Regions from separate parts of the Bombyx mori genome. Here region 2 is linked to region 1. The links are chromatin contacts, called in public Hi-C maps. All regions are on one chromosome and are shown on one strand. The core of a region is the stretch at or near the end of the contact, and the rest is flanking DNA. Distances in the headings are between cores, read along the strand shown. Region 1 holds the start of LOC101746494 (protein gustavus). Region 2 overlaps LOC101746494 (protein gustavus).

Region 1 (4,222 bases), core at 1,309-3,808:
TTTTGCTTCACGTATTAATATATAGAAGATATAATTTTGGTGAAACCATTTAAATAGCGTTATCAAATGTTGCCTATACTGTATTGTTTTATTTGATTTGTATCCCTTTTTAGATTACAAGCTTAAACTGTGGCTCAGCTATTGTTGATATCGTTGATTCATCTATGAGCTCCAGTCACCACTCACCGTTCGATGGGTCATACTTCGTTTTCAAAGGGAACAAATTAATATTTAATAGATAATAACTGAGGTAGGTGATCTAAGTAATACAACAAATTCCTAAGTTTTCATGTTTCATATTCTCATGCTAGATAACTTACCTACAAAAGCTTCTAGTTTTGCTGGGTTTCTTTAAACATTAAGATTTGGTTACCTGAAACAAAGACTAAGTTTGTAATTTTTTTAATTAAAATATTTTGCATTTATAACTGAAAACAATTGATTTTTATTCATTTATTACATCTTTTTTAAAATTTTATAGCATGATGAATATGATTACGGTATATATAATATATAAAACAACCTTTGTAGTTCAATTACAAGTCCGCAAATCATTTAAACAAGTTTGTTTTAAATGTTTTCTTGTGTTTTCATATGAAGCATCAAGTGTTGATCAATTTGTTTTTTTTTTCAATATCAACGACAGTGTTTTATTATTTAGGATTAAAATTTAATAATTATCATTCATTTTAAATATTGAAGAAAAACGTTTACCTGAACCCAGCAAATATGCTCACGGTATAATAAACAAAGCTATTTAAAAAACCTTGCTAGGTAAGGGTTTATAATTCAATTTAATTAGAACTTGAGCGAGTTCTAGTAAATTATTGCTCTGCAACCTTTTTACATTTTGCTTATCACGTCACGTATTCATGTATTAAGTGCATTCATTGTCATAGGAGATCCAATTTTATAGTATAACAGATGTCCTACCCTTCAAATCAAAATGCATTACTGCTTTGGAGCAAAGATAGGTAGGATAATGCTACTTACTACCTAAAAGTAAAGATGTTTATCTGACTATTCATGAAGGAACACTGGTACATACCCAGGTCACATCTAACTGTTACTACGTTCTCTTAATTCATTGCTAGTAATACTATTTTTGCTTCATTAACACAATTAAATCCTCCTTTTTCATCTTAACTTTTGTTCGGAGTTTACTGATGATAGTTTACACTTAAAATCATATCTACTCATTTCTGGCGTAGAGGAATAATCCATTCCGTCTGAAAGGTAGGATAGCAGCTATATTACGATTTGCACCATTTGACTCAGAGTGGGCAGTTACATTCACTTATGAGGTCTATGGGTTCTGATAACTTGTATATTATCTAGATGGGAAATTGGTTGTCCATCTGTTAAAAAAAAAATATTATTTACTTTGGGCAAAAACTTTAATGTTTAATACATACAAATGTTATTGTTGTCATATCTCAACCTATATTTTTTAGATTCTTTAGTTTTAGGCTGAACATGGGCTAGATAAGTCAAATATTCTGATGATAACTAATTTCTGCAGGTCATACACACTACGTACCTCGATGCAAAGGGTGATAAATCTTAATGCATTACCGATTCTTGGTAGATATTGGCTGTGTTCATATTCATGCAAGCTCAAATATGTTTTAATAGGTACTTGTAAATTTGAATTGTATTCTGTTAAAATTGCTTGCAAATTCATATTTTGTAAAATATTGATTTAGAAGACTTGGTGATGAATATTAAATTATAATTTGTTTATTTTATGCAAAATTGTAGGAGACAATAAGAATCTGTGATGTAAGTATGTAATAACTGTAATTTTGTATTAGTACTTCCTGAAGAGTGTTTTCTTTGTGTAAGAAATAACAATGAAGGCAATCAATCTAATGGTGTATAAGCAAAGAGTAATTAGTTGTGAAAAGCAAAATACAAAGCATCGATTTCTGAATAGTCAATTTATATTAAATAATTCTAAACAATGAATAAGTTTCATTTGTAGAATTTGATTTTTCTAAAAAGTAAGTGGCATTTGTAAATCTGTGTAAATATTTATCTTATTTGTATTGAATATCCAAATGCTATATGGATTCGTAACGTCCTCGAATACTAAAGATAGGAGCGTGTTTAAATATCGACCCATGTGCTTAGCTTTATGCCCAGCTTAAAACTTTTTTATACACACGAATCTTATTTGAAATGAGTCAAAAAGGATTTAGCTAGTGGTCAATAAAGCATTTTGGTATTGTGGTACATAATTGCATACACGCTGAAATTGTTTAGTACATTAAGAGAGTCTTCAACTACCAATAGAAACTTTTTTACCTTCGTTTTCGTGACTCCACGGTGCCGCTTTAGTTTCCCAGCCCTGAGTATAGTTAATCACAGCACTTATCATCACAATACTATAAAAAAATATTTACTAATCTTTCCATTAAATAATAGAACTATAAATACTTTTGAAGTAACATAAATACTTTGCTATAAAAATTTTAAGCGAGGGACTGGGGCATGACACAAATCACAAAACAAACCAGTACAGAAAGAGAAAAAACAATACTAGCGACGCGCATGCGTTTTAACTAGGTATGTCGTTAAAGCTGCACCTCTACTCCACGCTTATTTTTTAACATCAATACAAGTAGTGTTGGACTCACATCGATTATTTTTCCGACACAGAACAACAACGCTAAGAAAGAAAGAAATACATAACTGGAAGGAATACTGAAGATTTTTTTTCTATTTGTATCATTCAAGTGACGCGGAAGTTAAAATAATCACCAATTCGGCATCCCACATACATTAGACAAAATATGTCTTCAAAAGCTCTTTGTGTAGAATGAAATTTTATGCTAGTGGCTGAAAACTGCCCGAAAAATCGTATCTGCAGTCCTGCAGTAGCGTTAGCTAGGATAGAATTGAGAAATAGACCTAGGAGCAAACCACCGGGACACCGGATCGGTACAGCTATAAATAATACATATAAATTAGTTAGGTACAGCTGGTATTCTTTCCACAATTTAAGCTACCTTAGTTACGTTAGCATTTTTTTGTATAGCATAACAAAGTTTGCAATAAATGACAAAAATGTATTTCAAGACAAGATAATTATTATCGATATTTCGATAAATTCGTAGCGTGAGAACACTGCTAAAACAGTGTTGTGTATAGTTTCGCCATCTAGCGTGGAATTCTAGAAGCGTTACTAAAGTTACTAAAGAAAACTAGATTCAATAATATTTTAACAGATGTCACTGAAATACAACATTTTTCGAAAAATTGGCGTTTTTCTTGAAATTGGAAACTAACATTTAATTCGTTGTTCGTCATAAAATCCTTTTGTATTCTTAGTTGTTAGCTTTTACCAAAATATCAAGCTACTTTATCACATTATTTACAGGATCTAGAGTTCAAAACATCGTCTTTAGTTATTTTTTAATTGGCCTTCTAATCATCTTTTCTTTCTTCCCATTAATTCATGATCTAATATTTACGGAAATATGTACCTAATTCGCATAAAAACTGTATAATCTCAAAACGTACTAAATTTTACAGGAGAGTGTTTTAAAGGTTTAACATATCATATTTTTAATATTAATCATCTTTGCAACATTTATTTTTTAGTTTTTACCAGTTACATTATCTGTCTTTTAAAGATAAAATTATGTATTAATTTTGTTAATAGTAGTCAAAATATAGGTAAACTAAAAAAAAAATTAAAACTAAACTACGCTCTTTTGACAGTATTTATGAGAAAAATACTGGTGATACCAAATGATTCCGTATATTAACTCAATTTCGAATATTTTTGAAAATTGCACACTTTTAATGCGAAAAGACAATATATACGTACGGTAGCTGAAAATTAAAAGTCAGTGTGCCGAATAAACTCATATTACAATACGTGTAGAGTATATTAAATTATACCTACATCAAAACACAAATACACATATATAAAATAGAATATAAACTATTTATAAGACGATATATGCAATGAGCAGTATTTTCGCTAAAAACCATCTTTTCTAGACAACCATCGACCGTATAAACGAATTATGAAAATTTTGCAAGCTTTGGTGTTCTATATTACCTATAGTAGGCTTATAGTGCTATTTATAATAAGGGCCTAATGCTCAGGGTTCATCGGATGTTACGTGGCTACTGCAGTAGGTTACGAAACTGATAATACCTTTTACTTACTATCTTTAGACAATATATTGTCCAAAATCTGTCTTTCATA
Region 2 (4,304 bases), core at 912-3,411, 62 kb before region 1:
TCGAGTACCGCGGATTCTACGATATTATGACCACCTTAACGTAAATGAGAAAATAAATCCATTTATTGATAACTTAAAACTTATATGTTTAACTGTTATAGAGGCGATCAGCATAAAAGTACAAAATGCCGGTTCAATACCAGGAACGTGGATAGCGAAGCTGAGAAGTGACTCTTCGGTAGAGATTCCATTTAAAGTCGCGCCGTCCAACTTCGAGTTGCAGCCTGGCGGTACGAAAACCGTTAATTTGAACTACGACGGCGCTGAAGGTGTTGTCTGTAACGCGTAAGTAGATAAAAATTAATTCAATCTGCTAAATCCATTGCATAAAAATAACTTTTGATTGTAATACTGGCTCTAAGAAGTCCTTCTTTCTCGAAGTCTTATGTAATAAGCTATAAGCCTATAGGAAATAGAAATGGCCTATAGTAAATATTGCATGTAAACAAAAAATGTAAATACGTTTAAATTTCCCAATCATGATTGTTGTCTTCTGTGAAATAGTATTAACGCTTGTCGCTGTTTTTGTGAAAGGTCCATGATATCTTGTCAGCTCATTAGAGTTGTTTTGTTTGCAGAAAGTTAATATTCGAAGAAACAGCATCCTTTCATCAGACATCAATTGAAATTTCTGGTGGAACAGAGAAGCCGAAAACGTTTCCGATAAAAACGAATTTCAACATTATGTCTTGGGTGCGAGGCGGCAGAAAAGAATTGAGTTTAAAAAATTCTTTAAATAAAAGAATACAAATTCGTTGTCAAGTTTTCGGAGAAGGTTTTTCTGTGGATCTACCGCGCGGCGATAACAGGGGTATCTATAGTCTCACGTTTGGACCTATGGAGTGTAGACCGTTGCCGATAATATTCTCGCCCACCACCAACCACCCTCAAGCGGGGATGTTAAATTTAATGTTAGACAAAAACAGTGATTATTCGAGAAAGGTAGCTATAATTTATTACATGCATTAAGTTATTAGTTATTTTTATATATTTCATCAAGCACATAATAATGTTTCTTGAAGTCGTTGTGGTCTAAAGAATAAGACTCTTTAGTTACTTCTGTTCGTTCTTGTTGAGTGATGAAAATTTGTCAGGTTTCAAATCTCGCGACTCCCTATGAACAAAACAACAAAAAACCTACTGATTATCGGATTGTGTTGTGAGCTCGCTAGGATAGGTACCGCCATCTTGCCCATTTTTGCTGTGAAGCAGTCATATTTCTATTTTTAAGGGTGGGGCATCCCTTATACTACACCCTTGAGACTTCGGCCTTATATCTCAAGTGGGCCTTGAGCTCTCTCACTCAAATGGGCTTCTGCTGAACATTGGCCCCTCCTATATGAGTTTGACAAAAAAAATTAAGCATTCATAAATAAATTGAAAAACATATTTCACATTTCGGTGTTGAATCTCCAAAGAGGCACGAAATATTAATTTTTAATTTTTTGTAAACTAGGTGAAACTATTTGCGTGTGCCAGTGGAGAGAATATGCGTTGGTCGGGCCTGGTCACATATGGTGACACCGCACTAGTGCGCGCCGTCACTAGGATGCCAATTAACTTGGAGCTTTACAACAAATCAGCCATGCCAACGTTTGTATGTGCGCGAGTACATTTTAATTGTAAGTTTATATTTTTACATATAGTTTTGTGTTATCTAATTTAAAAACCACCAGAGTTTGACAATGTTCACAGTATATGTAGATGTTCACTGGTAGCCTCCAGTTAATTAAGCTTGACCTGGTAAGCGAGCTCACGGGCTTGAGAGAAATTGCTAACACTAGCCCTAGCAAGAGCAGTGCTTCGCAGAATCTACAACTGGATCAGAAACGCGACCCACTGAGAAGATCCGGCGAGAAAGTCAGTAGGCCATGTCTAAGGGTTAATTTACTCGCGGAACCGAATATTTTGTGTTCTACGTTAGCTACCCGCTACAAGCCATACGTTATGTTTAAATTTAGATTTTAATATTATCTCTAGTAAAGAATTTCATGGTTGAATTTATTTATTTTCCAGTACAATACATGTCAGTGTCAAAAACAGCTTCCTGGCTGGGCGACCGGTGCGTCGTGAAGCCACGTTCTCGACATACGGTGTCGCTGCAGGTGGACTGGGCGCAAGTCGAGCGCAGAGCTCGGGACACCGCCACCGCTACGGCTCTGGCTACCGTCACTTTGCTCACTGGACATGAGTACACCAGAAGAAGGATACTGAGGTAAACGAAGTGCAACTACATACTGTGCGTCACTGAGCACATATTAAATATCACGTCCTTACGAATCCATCAGGTCCAATAACCCTTGCATTAGACACCTTTAGCTCTAACACTAGGAGTAGAGACCCCGTAAAGTAACCGTACTCGTCGAACTTGGCAAAGAGCTCGACGTGCAACCTAACCTAAACATCAGCCCGCTGAGTTTCTCACCGAACGTTCTCAGCGGGTCGATCCCAATCCGGTAGTAGATTCATTCGCGAAGCAGCTACTCTCGAGTCGTTAGGTCTTCTTTGGAGGCGCTTGGGTAGCTGATAGCAAATCCCACGCCTCCTGGCTGAGCCTTTGCTCGTCCACCTGTCTTAGTCAAACTAGAAAGGCCTCTGGACCACCAGTAATCTCTCAAACATAAAAAAAATAAAAAACGTATTAAATATATCTATTATTTGTAAGTTGAGTGAGAAAATATATTATTATGTTATTTTAGTAGAGGCAGCTTTCTCCCCGATATTGCTTGTTCAAGTGAAGCGGTGACCAATGTCCTTTCTAATTGAAAGCTTTAAAAATACTAAAGTATAAAAAGACAATTAACAAAAGTAATCAACAGAAATTGGCATTTTAACAGATTTAAACCCAAAAACCAAATATAAAAAAAAATCTTAATCATATTCATTTTTCATATTTATAGAATAAAATAGTTGATACATTTCTATTAAGGGAATATGGAATGAAAAACTTAAATTGTTCTTTATCATTTTAATTATCTAATATTAAACATAATTGGCGTTATGTTCTACTATATACGGATAATGTTTGATCTCACTTCATATATTTTGTTTTCCTTTTAGAGTACTGCGAAATAATACAAGTGAAGGTTTAGATACCTCAATTTTACCTGACCACTTGAAAGTACTGGCCGGCCAGTTCGAAGGTGAAGATTCCAATATGGACAATTTTTTGAAAGAATTTGAAGAATCGAAAGTAAGTATATTGAAATTAAACAAATGCTGCTGTGTTCAGCCCTTATATTTGAAAACAAACTTAATGTAGTTTGGATCTCCGTCAAATTATTCTACTTATATCTCATTCTAATAAAACAAAGAGTTTTAGTAAAGCTCATTCGATCCACGTTTACAAAATGTACGGATCTGAGATTATAATTTACAAAATCGTGCGTCTGAATACGCGTGATTCTTTACTATTGCCGTAACAGTACTAATACTATTACGTTATTAAACTATCAGTATCTATATTAGTTGGTTGTTTTCTGTAATGTTTAAGGCAAATTGTCTTTACTTACAGCTATCAAAAGCAGTTTTCGTCAATGTGTCGTAAAGAGCTGAAGCAACCAATAAGATTTTGTACCTTACTGAGTACTTGCTGCTCTAGTAGTCCACATTGGTTACTGCCTCATAAACATTCTACATACAGATTTCCACACAAGCAAATAGTGGTGTTCATATTCATTGCATAGTACATAATTTTTAATACATTCGCTGTATGCTTATTTTGATTGTGTGGGAAATGTACTGTAATTGTAATGTATCGAGCTAAGTCTCCAAATTCAGTACAATATTTATAAAAAGCTGGAGATTTTTCTATTTAAAAAATCAGTAACAACAGATTCTAGAGAAAAGCTTCGCGTTATTAAATATTATATCGTATTCTCATCACAAAAGTGACACACTGTAAATGATGAAATGTAAGACTAAGCCACTGTGTCATTGTTGTGCCAAAATTACGACGGGGACAGTCATAGTCAATTCATTAAAACTATAATTAATATGATCTAATGTAAAAGTAAATAAAAATTCTCATTTGTTTATATTTATTTCAGGTTTCTTTGAATGAACTGATTGGGGGTCTGCAAGAGCTGACCGCGCAAATAGAGCTACTGCAAGATTTCCCTGAAGAAAATACTATTATAATTAGTGATGATACAGTTATAGAACATCACACGCTCTGCGATTAAGATCATAATTTTACAAAATAATGCCATAATAGTTTGTCATAACAGTATTTCCAGTACTTAACATTAAATTAGGATAATGATGAAATTTTGTATAAGTTTTTTAATTTTAAAATAAATTAT

What was found. A called contact is a pair of places that touch in the nucleus more often than the background predicts.
Region 2: a contact with region 1 is called in a Hi-C map of whole pupa, with 2.6 times the contacts expected there. The contact joins the enhancer-like site here to the promoter of LOC101746494 in region 1. A contact is called at or near these places in 2 of 7 Hi-C or Micro-C datasets (both in whole pupa).

What each region holds. Positions count from the first base shown.
Region 1 is chr3:9,074,812-9,079,033 of ASM3026992v2, reverse strand. It overlaps LOC101746494 (protein gustavus), which reads right to left and starts at 2,558. Exons shown (of 6, transcript XM_012695145.4): 1 at 2,308-2,558.
Region 2 is chr3:9,136,513-9,140,816 of ASM3026992v2, reverse strand. It overlaps LOC101746494 (protein gustavus), which reads right to left. Exons shown (of 6, transcript XM_012695145.4): 6 at 2,954-4,304. It overlaps LOC101746638, which reads left to right. Exons shown (of 19, transcript XM_004931700.5): 14 at 102-285; 15 at 579-942; 16 at 1,457-1,622; 17 at 2,017-2,215; 18 at 3,061-3,193; 19 at 4,050-4,304. The coding sequence ends at 4,184. Among protein-coding and RNA genes, the nearest start is that of LOC101746638, 18 kb to the left of the region's middle. Within about 2 kb of position 2,161, at least 7 of the 8 cell types and tissues checked have open chromatin away from gene starts, as enhancers often do.